Regions from separate parts of the Acanthopagrus latus genome. Here region 2 is linked to region 1. A link is a contact called in public Hi-C data. All regions are on one chromosome and are shown on one strand. Each heading gives the region's core, a stretch centred on a gene start, on an enhancer-like site or on the middle of the called end of the contact. The rest is flanking DNA. Distances are from core to core; before and after follow the strand shown. Region 1 holds the start of LOC119033208 (stromal membrane-associated protein 1-like). Region 2 holds the start of b3gat2 (galactosylgalactosylxylosylprotein 3-beta-glucuronosyltransferase 2).

What was found. Hi-C and Micro-C count contacts between places; a contact is called where the count stands out from the background.
Region 2: a Hi-C map of liver shows a contact between it and region 1, with 5 times the contacts expected there. The contact joins the promoter of b3gat2 here to the promoter of LOC119033208 in region 1. A contact is called at or near these places in 2 of 4 Hi-C or Micro-C datasets (liver and muscle).

What each region holds. Positions count from the first base shown.
Region 1 is chr15:16,453,663-16,458,428 of fAcaLat1.1, forward strand. LOC119033208 (stromal membrane-associated protein 1-like) reads left to right here and starts at 2,869. Exons shown (of 10, transcript XM_037123005.1): 1 at 2,869-3,189. The coding sequence starts at 3,072. It overlaps LOC119033810 (a long non-coding RNA gene), which reads right to left and starts at 2,636. Exons shown (of 4, transcript XR_005079376.1): 1 at 2,349-2,636; 2 at 1,652-1,808; 3 at 1,464-1,538; 4 at 1-446.
Region 2 is chr15:16,607,193-16,611,958 of fAcaLat1.1, forward strand. b3gat2 (galactosylgalactosylxylosylprotein 3-beta-glucuronosyltransferase 2) reads right to left here and starts at 2,566. Exons shown (of 8, transcript XM_037123016.1): 1 at 2,371-2,566; 2 at 2,113-2,147; 3 at 1,805-1,904; 4 at 1,190-1,410. All of the region lies in intron 1 of ogfrl1 (opioid growth factor receptor-like protein 1), which reads left to right.

The DNA.
Region 1 (4,766 bases), core at 1,619-4,118:
CCCAACACCTGACTGACAAGCAGCGTTTCGCTGCCCTCTGTAATTAAAAGTTTCAAACCAGTTCATGTTCTTCTGGGTGTATGAATTTACTCTTTAGATGACCTTTGGGAATAATTTCCTTAACACTCTGTGATCTGACCTTGGGAGAGATAATGCTGAGTGGTTACATATCATGCAGCAATCATCACATTTCACATGAAAACTGTCCGTGGTCCACAGAACAACTGTCTGACCTCGGTGAGAATCCTGCTCCTCGGCCTCGTTGTCTTTCTGCCCTGTGAAAAAACAAACACATGAGACTTTCCATCTCATGTATGAGATGAATGTGAGCAGAGTGTAAATATGTTGCTGTCTTCAGTTGACTACTGGAGGCTCTGCTGGACATGAAGCAATCTCTCTGCTGCCACTTGCTGGTGATATGTGTCCTGGTCTTTTCTTGATGGCAACTGTGGACAGACCACAAACTATATTTCACCTACTCAAGACACACACACACATAAAAGCATAGAATATATTAAAGTGAAACTCTAACCAAAAAGCAACCTAGGCTTTATTTGCGAATGTATATGAGTCAAACCTTTGTGTAAAAACACAATTACAACAAAAGAGACACTTTTAAGATTTACTGTAGTATCGTTTTCAGGCAAGCTAATTTTCATTGGAGTGCAGGGGCACTTTTACGCTAGCTATTTTTAAAGCGCTAAGAAGGCCCGATACAACATGAAACTTTGCTCGTAGTATCACCAGGGTCTCTACACATGAGCACAAGCACTGAGAACCTTGTTTGTGTACACAGATTTTACTAAAAAGAGAGTTTTTGAACGACTCACGTTAGCCGCTGCATCTCAGGCGCGCCACCGTCATGGCAGACAAAAAGTGTCGATCCCTGAGTGCGACCTAACAGGCAGGAGGTCCACCATCACTCTCCTACCTGTTAAGTTCTTAGTGTTTTTAAAAAACAGCGATTTTGCTGCTAGTGTAAGAGTGCCCCAGCACTCCACTGAAAATTAGCTTGCCCGAAAGCAAAACTATGGTAAATCTTAAAAAGTGCATCTTTCATCATACCTATGCATTTACACGAAGGTTTGACTCATATACATTCACAAATAAAGCCTGGCTTGCTTTTTGGAGAGAGTTTCACTTCAACAGATCCCAAAACAGATCCACAACTCCCAGAGTGCATTTGCGTCAACAAAATACTTGAACTCCTCTGTTTAAATTCAGAGTCATTCTCTGGAGAAGCTTTTCTGTTGACAGGAAAGAAATAGTTTCAGTCAGAGCGAGCCTGAACTCGCTGTTAAGAATCTGAAATTCCAAATGGAATAATTATATCATTATCTTTAATGCACCGTGACAATTGATTATAATTATGGTTTTCAAATACTTTGGCAAAGGAATCAATAATGGAATTAGGTCACTGGGATCACTAGTGTGTCACAACCCCTTATTAAGAGACCACTCACTCTGACATGGAGGTGGGCTTTACAGTAGAGGAGGAGCCCAGCAAGAAGGAACCAAACTGCAACACCTCTCCATTCCTACAAGAGGCAGAAATAAAATCGACAATAGAAACCGTTTGACCTCATGTGTGTTTGTGCTTCTGTGTGTGTTACTTACAGCATTCCAACACAGTGCAGGCTGTGGGCCATACCTGCTGGGGAGCCTCGCCGCTGGTGCCTGGTTGCATTTGAGACACACACAGAACAGGCGATTGCACAACCTGTAATGATGAACGTCTCTCCACCAGGTGTCAGAGTTTCACGCCTCTCTTTTAGTTGTGTAACTGCATGAACAGACTGTGGTGACATCTGTAGAGTACATGAGGCACAGGTAGATAACTCTGAGAGGTCTCCACCACTGATATTCAGTAGAATAGAAGCTAGAAGTTATAGCCACATGCGAGCACCGCCGTTACCTTGAGCAAATTTGTGGAATTTTGGTTTTGGTGGGTTTGAACATTGTTGGAAACATTAATCGCATTTATCGCCCAGGCAACATGTCTAACAAAGGTCTAGTTTTTTTTTTTTTTTGACATTTCAATGCAGATCTAATCATCTTGCATCTCAGTTGAATTATAAGGTGTATTTGAGCCAGTTTAAAACTTTGTTTATTTATCCTAAATAATGCATCAGAGCTACAGGACTGTATGGCCACACCTTTGTTTCAAACTGATCTAAAATGTGTCGTTTTTCTAGTGGAGTTTTGAACTGGACTAGCTGGACGAAGACCAAAATAGATGTTTGTGTTTGTTCTGTACAGCTGTGATCTCCAGCAGAGATGTCATTTTCCCTGAGCAATGCCACCAAACTTGAGGAAGTTTTGGAGTGTGTGATTAACTAGAGACTCACCTGCTGTAAAGGAGCAGCAGGGTGAGTGATGGCTGTTTTTGTTTGGATTTTATTCCCAGGCCACTGTTGTGACAGGCACTCAGAAGAGAAAGGGAAGGTTAATACCAGACATAATACACATTAAGACTAGTGTATTCATGTATGCAAACACACAATAGACATTGTTAAATCTGTCGAACCATTTAGCTATTTTTTTTTTGTCATTAGACAATATTTAGTGTATGGGACAACTGTTGAATAAAAGTTGCACAAAAATATCATTCATCATACAGCTGGTGAAAACATTTGCTTGAGGAGCCATTCTCAATTTTTTAAATGCAATTTGTATGCCCTTATAAAGCACTTTGAGTTGCATTGTGTCTGAATTGTGTTATACAAATAAAAATCGCCTTGCCTTGCCATATCTGTACGTGTGTAAGTAAATTGAGAGCAACAGGCAACCCGAGTCCAGTTCCTTTTGTGCCTTAACACACCGGGGCCAGTAAAGCTGATTCTCAATCATGTGCTGCAGCCACAAATTCCGACAGTCCTGAAGGCAGCAGGGATGATGCTGCCTTAGATCCATATTACCTTGTTAGCAGGTTGCAAGCTAGCTGAATACAGGCGGGAGGTACAGTGCGGATACACGGGGATGTCCGACTCTGTTTAACACAAACTGAGCACTCGAGGTTTTTTTTAAATCGGCTCGACACAAGCAGGACTGCATCCCAAACTTTTGGCGAGATGACAACGCGGTCGGAGCGAGAAAAAGCCCAGAAACTGAACGAGCAGCATCAGGCCATCCTGTCTAAACTGCTGAGGGAGGACGACAACAAGTACTGTGCCGACTGTGAGGCGAAAGGTGAGCCCCTCAGCTGTGCACCTGTATGTTAGAGGTGTGTGTGTGTGTGTGTGTGAAGGGATGGGATGATGTGGGAAGTTGGCACCTAACGGCTGCGATCAAGCTAGCAGCATACTGGAGCGTTACACTGATGGGAGTCACTTGTGTGCTTCACTTAACGCACATCCCTCCCGGTTAGCTATTTAGCTGCCCGTTAGCGTGTCATTCTGATAAATACTATGAATTTCTTCATTACTCATATTTATGTTGCTCGGAGTAAACACCGTTATTGCTTGTCCTGTCAGAATAAAGCCAGAATATGCGTACTGTTAGCCGACATTTGTTTAACCACAAACGAAGCACTACTTCCGTTGTCACTTTCAAAGTAAAATCCACAACTTATAACTAAAAAGGAAAGTAACAACACCAAAACAACACCAAAACAACAATAGTAATAATAATAATGAAAACAATAATAATAAATGATACGCGAGGCAATAAATAGGTAAAACCCTGAAATTATTATTATAATTTTAATAATACAGTTACAATAATAATAAGATGAATAATGATAATGATAATAATAAAAACGAAGATGGTGAGGCAGTAAATACCACAAGAAAACACCCATAATATTATGTTTTTGATTTAAAGAAATGTAAATATCTGAGTGATTTTGTCATCAAAACTGAACACATTATTCTTACTGTTTGTGTGAATTGTTCACAAAGCTGTAATAAAACATAACATCTATGATGAGGAATGTTTGGATCAGCATTTTTATTGACATTTTGAAATTGTAGGGTTTTATTTCCTAGTATTTATAAAAGTAAGGATATTGTAGTCATTCTCACCTTGCTTTTAAAGTTTGTTTTCGAAAATTCATGCTAGTTGCTTTTATTTTGAAATCGGATGGCCAGTAATTCCGGTTTTGCATCGTGCGCGCGTGTGTGCGGGTACCTTGGCGCAGATGTTGCCCGACGGTATCGATGTCATGTCCTTGACTGTTTTATTAATGAGCGGAAAACGTGCGTGTCCCGTGTGGGGAACATTAACTTACAGGTGTTGTTTCATTTGTGGACGTCCCCCGTCAGCATCAGATGCTACCTGTCTGCTGCAGCTGCAGCCAACACCTTACCTCGGACACCCTCCTCATGCAGAGCACGACCACCCCCGAAACTCCATTCAGAAATCTGAAAGTTTTATGTTCCCTCGCACAGACTCTAAGGTACTCCTAAATCAAGGAGGTTCCTTAATTATTTAAGAACCAGTCTTTAATTCGGCAGACATCCAACACACCAAGCCGCAGTGCATCCCAATAAGATTAGAACTTTTTTTTTAATTTGCGTGCCTTCACTTAAAAAGTGCATATTCATTTCATAATATTTTGCATAACAGAGTGTGCAAAATTTTCACAGGGTCGAGACTTTTGCATAAGCGGACGCGTTTAGCGAAAAGTGTGGAAGCATGAAATTCCGAGTTTTGACTGGACTGTGAACGGCTCGTATCGGGGCTACCTATGACGGAGATTAAATGGCGTTTGCGTCATCAGCATGCCTTTGCTGCCATCTGACTATTGTAAATCTGTAGTAGCAGAC
Region 2 (4,766 bases), core at 1,316-3,815, 150 kb after region 1:
GGGTCATGCTGGTGGCTACTTCAACATGAGTTCTTCTGAAATGTACCTGCTCAGAGAAGAAAGGCTCTCAATAAAAGGAAATAGAAGCTGAAGGTGATTTGATGACGTGAATGTTCAGTTCAATCATCCCCACTGTCACATCGTCTGGAGGAGGTGCTATTCAAACGTCAGCAACTTGGATTCATTTTTCTCCTGACACTAATTTGCAATCGTGCCTCCATCCCAGCACTCTGTGTTCCCCTCCCCGGTCCCCCCTGTTTGGTTCGCTGTATCTGAAAGAGTCTCTGCACATCACTGTGGCTGGAGCTGTAGTTTAACATCACCATACAGCTGTCCTCATGTTTCACTGCCTTTGCTGTCTACTGGAGCACCGGGAACTGGGAGTAATTCATCTTCACTATGACACCTGCTACCCTGTCATGGGAAGTGAAAAACTTCCCTCTGTCTGCTCTGGCAGTCCAGCTTATAAATTGAATATTCTAATTAGATACGAAGGGGGCTTTTTCATAATTGGACACGGGAAAAACTACATTTACTGATGGGCTCCATCCCCCCACTACTTAACCCAAACAATGTTGAGCCATTTACGGTTATATGAGGGATGTATGTTTGTCACTAAACCGAAATCACTAGTCTTTTTTGTTTCTCTTTTAAGTATTTGAACTGTTCTAGCGTCCACAATGTGTAATTTACATTTGATGGTATTGTTTGATTAATGTATTCGTTGGTGTATTGATTTAGCAACATGTTGGACTGGCGGCTGATATTTGTTTGCCACCAGTTCATTTTCTAGCCATTTGTGGAGGAATGATTTATCACGGGCACCATTCACGCCTTTAGCCTTTAGTGTCTGTAAACAGGTCAGCGTAGACAGCAGCCTCATCTGTAACACTGACACTTAGTCATTAGCCATGAGCCGGAGTGTCGGCCTGAGAGATTAGCTGCTAGCACGCTGCCACTTAAAGGCTGCGGGGGGAATAGAAAAATGGAGGTGAAATTCAACAGAATGGGTTTTGGGTGCGACATCGAACAATTTGAAGTGGAAGTGAACCTGGAGTTGTGTTTAGAGCAGGTTCTGTCTGACTCTGTAGCCATTATTTATTGGAGGGTAGTTGACCGAACAGTTTTTCCACCAGGGTCTTTCTTCATAAACTCAGCTGACTTAAGATCTGCTAGAGGTCCTAATTACCGGAGAGGAGGGATAATGATTTTCCTCCTGAGCTGTAAACTGTGCTGATTGTTAATCCTGAATGACTTGATGCGCAGCTTTCAGATTGTGACGCTGAGTTCTGCCTGATGATAATGGTCCAGGTGTTGCTCACTAGAGCAAAGAGCCGCTTTTCTCTTTCCCTCCTCATAGTTCCACCATGAATCCCGTGGCTGTCACATCAGAACAGGAACAAGCTGGACCTTTTTCAAGAGTACAGTATGATCCGGACTGTGAAAGTTGATTTTCACAAGAAGAGCTTCTCTCATTTACCCTTTTTCAACATCTCCTTTTTATAGGCACAAGCTGTACCCACAGACTTACTATCACACTAGCTGCAAACTAATCACCAGAATAAACGTTGGCAATGTTCATTTCTGCAAAGGACAGACATGTTGCCATTTTACTTTTCTTTAGGTTCATTCAGATTTTCATGATTTTTTCGTCATGTTGTGACGACGTGTTGTTAATGGTCTGGTTGAAAACTGGTTAGGAAAAGATCATGTTTTGACTTAAAATAACACGTTCTATCACCACAAATGAGGCTTGAAATCAGCCCGATGTCACGTTATGAAGATCCAGTGGTTTCACACTTACAAATGCTGACTGGTCCCTCGCTTTGCAGCAGTCTGTCACGCTACCACCATCTCCTCCTCCTCCTCCTCCTGACATGAATGCCAGCCTGTATACATGTAGCCTAACATGAATATTAATATGATGCGTAGGACACATACAAATTGATATATTCCGTGGTTTGCAGAAATGCATGTCGCCAATATTCTATCCCGGTGACTGGGCTGCAAGCTGATGAGCGGATGTGTCGGCCTGTTTACACTTTCAGCAGTTACAGAGCAACATCAGCATTCATCCGTACCAGCTGATGAATGTAAGTTCAATATATTCACCTCTCTTTTAGTTCTGCTTTGCGCTCCAACAACTCCTGTAGAAAAAAAATACAGAGCCGGTTAGCTGCTTAATGCCTGTAAAGTGATGAGCTGAACCTTAACTTGAATACAATTAATGATTCTCTGGGTTTTTGCATTGTTGGAAACATTTGGGATCATGTAAGTACACAACTCGAGAAAATATACAACAAAAATGTAGTTCTATTAAAAACATTGTTATTTTTAATTTATCCCTTTAAATAATGATCCTTAAATCACCTTCAGAATAGATCTCCTTGTCCCTTCAACACCCTCAAGGGGACACTTGTTTGTGATTTATTCTGTATTCCACTGAGGGTAAATGTACAATATTCCTGGAAATAAACATTTAAAATGAAACAAATGACCTATGTTCCCTGCTCACACCATGCGTACAGACCCTACATGGGGACTTCATGAGGTTCAGCATTAAAGGGTTCAACTCGTGTTGCAGAAGCCATTTTTCACGGTAAATAACCTTGAGTGTGTTTAGCTTGTGAACGAGTGGGCGGAGGAAGAAGGCAACTAGCTGGGCAGTAGAGGAGCTGCTGTCCACCCAGAGTGGGAGGCTGATTTATCTGAAACATTATGCACGACTGCAGACTGTGGAAAGTCTGGATGACTTGTTCCATGTGCAGTTCGATCTTTGTCACCCAGTGATAGTTTCAGGCGAATGTCTGGTCTATTTCAGTTTGCTAGGAATATTTGGATAAGATGGATAAACACAAGTAAGAGAAAAAACACATGTAGTTTAAATTTTGGGGTGAACGATCCCTTTAAGTATCCAGCTCCCCACATCGAGGTTGATGCTACAGCTCCCTGATCCTCCCTTCATACATAACAGCAGTCAGCAGCTGTCAGGGGAAAGTCGCCGGAGTCCCCTTGTGCTGTCGAGGACTTAAGTCTCCTCTCCGGGTGAATCCTCAGGTTTTATCTCTGCCAGCAGGACAAACAGCAGCACTCGCAGCGCCCGTCGAAGCAAGTCAAAAAAGGTCGGTCCTGAATTAGCCGAGCGATCGAATCCCAGCGATAGGCCGGATGTTTGTTTTCTGTGATGTCAAAGCCACGATAATCTTCATCTTTCATACCGAAGCCACTCGAGAACATCTAAGGACATAATCGAATAATGTAATTGTCACATGAACAGTGAGTTGCAGTCACGTATTGACCTTTACTTTGCCGTTCAGTCAGTTGAGCACAGCGTCCACAATGTTTTTCCTCTGTTCATTCCATAAGAACCACCATAATCATTAATGGATCATTTCTTTTTCTTTTTCTTTTTCTTTTTTTACCAGGTGTTTGCTCGCATGGAAAAGTGTTTATGACTTTCCACTTTGTTAATTACGGTTTGAGATTGACACATCATTAATGGACCAAATTTTGTGCAGCTTTTAGAGAAATTGGTCTTCACTGATACTTTGGAATTCCTCTAATGGGATTTATTAATGATTAATGCTCACTTTTTTATTATTTATAGAGTTTGCTGTGGACCAAATTCCCCAGAATCATATCTATACCGACACAGTGCTTTGTAGGTTTACTATGCGAACAAACAGACGGCAGTATATTGAAACTGGAGCGAGACATAACCAGAATGTCAGATATTGTCGCTCACTTCTCTCACATTTCAACTGAATCTTCTACGAACGCCGCAGCCAGTGTTGTTGAGCAGTTTATAGCCTTCATACCGAATCAAAGAAAAAGAGAGAAGCACGTAACAGAAATTTCACCAAGAGAAAAATCAAAGGTTACAGATGGCACATTGCCGGACTGGACGCGCCGTTTTGATTGGCGGGTGACCTCTGGCAGTCCCAGTGACAAAATACTACCACTGTGGGAATGAGGTCATGACAGCGAAGATGGAACCAAAAAATAAAATAAATAAATAGAAGAAGAAGAAGAAATCATCTCACAGATACCCTCTCTGAACTGTGCCTTCAATCTGTTCACGTTCACTCCATTCTGCTGTCATTTGAGTCAGCTGCGCGCACACACACAAACACAAACACACACACACACACTCCCTCAGAGGTACTGTAGGTAAGGTCATTATGGTTGATGGTTGGTTTCTCAGCGTCAGCTCAGGTAGCTAACATGCTGTTAATGGTAGCGACACTCCCAAGTTGATCCTAGGGGAGACATAACAGCTTTTAACACACACAGATGCACACACACACGCGTGCTCACACACACACAATTGCACCGTAGGCAGGGAACATTGAGCTGGCCCATTTCAATAAGAGGCCTTTTCTCAGCAGGATGCTGTGTCTTTGCTGGCAGCTACAGCTGGAGGACAGTCTCGTGTGTGTGCATGTGTAAATGTGGATGTGTGTGTCTCTATACATTATCAGCCTCCCCCACTCAAGACCTTCCTCGTGTTGTCATCTACATTCGTCTACATACATGAAAACACACACACACACACACACACACACACACACACACACACACACACACAGTGGGGAGGGACTGGCCATGATACAGTCTGACAGTATTATATTGGGAACACTGCCCTCTGGTGGTTAGTTTAGTTTAGCACAGCAGAAAAGAAAAACAATCACTCACTCCGAGAGGCTGAAGCTCAACTCAAAACAACAGATTTGGCCTTTGGCATGCAGTTTATTCATTTGTTTTTG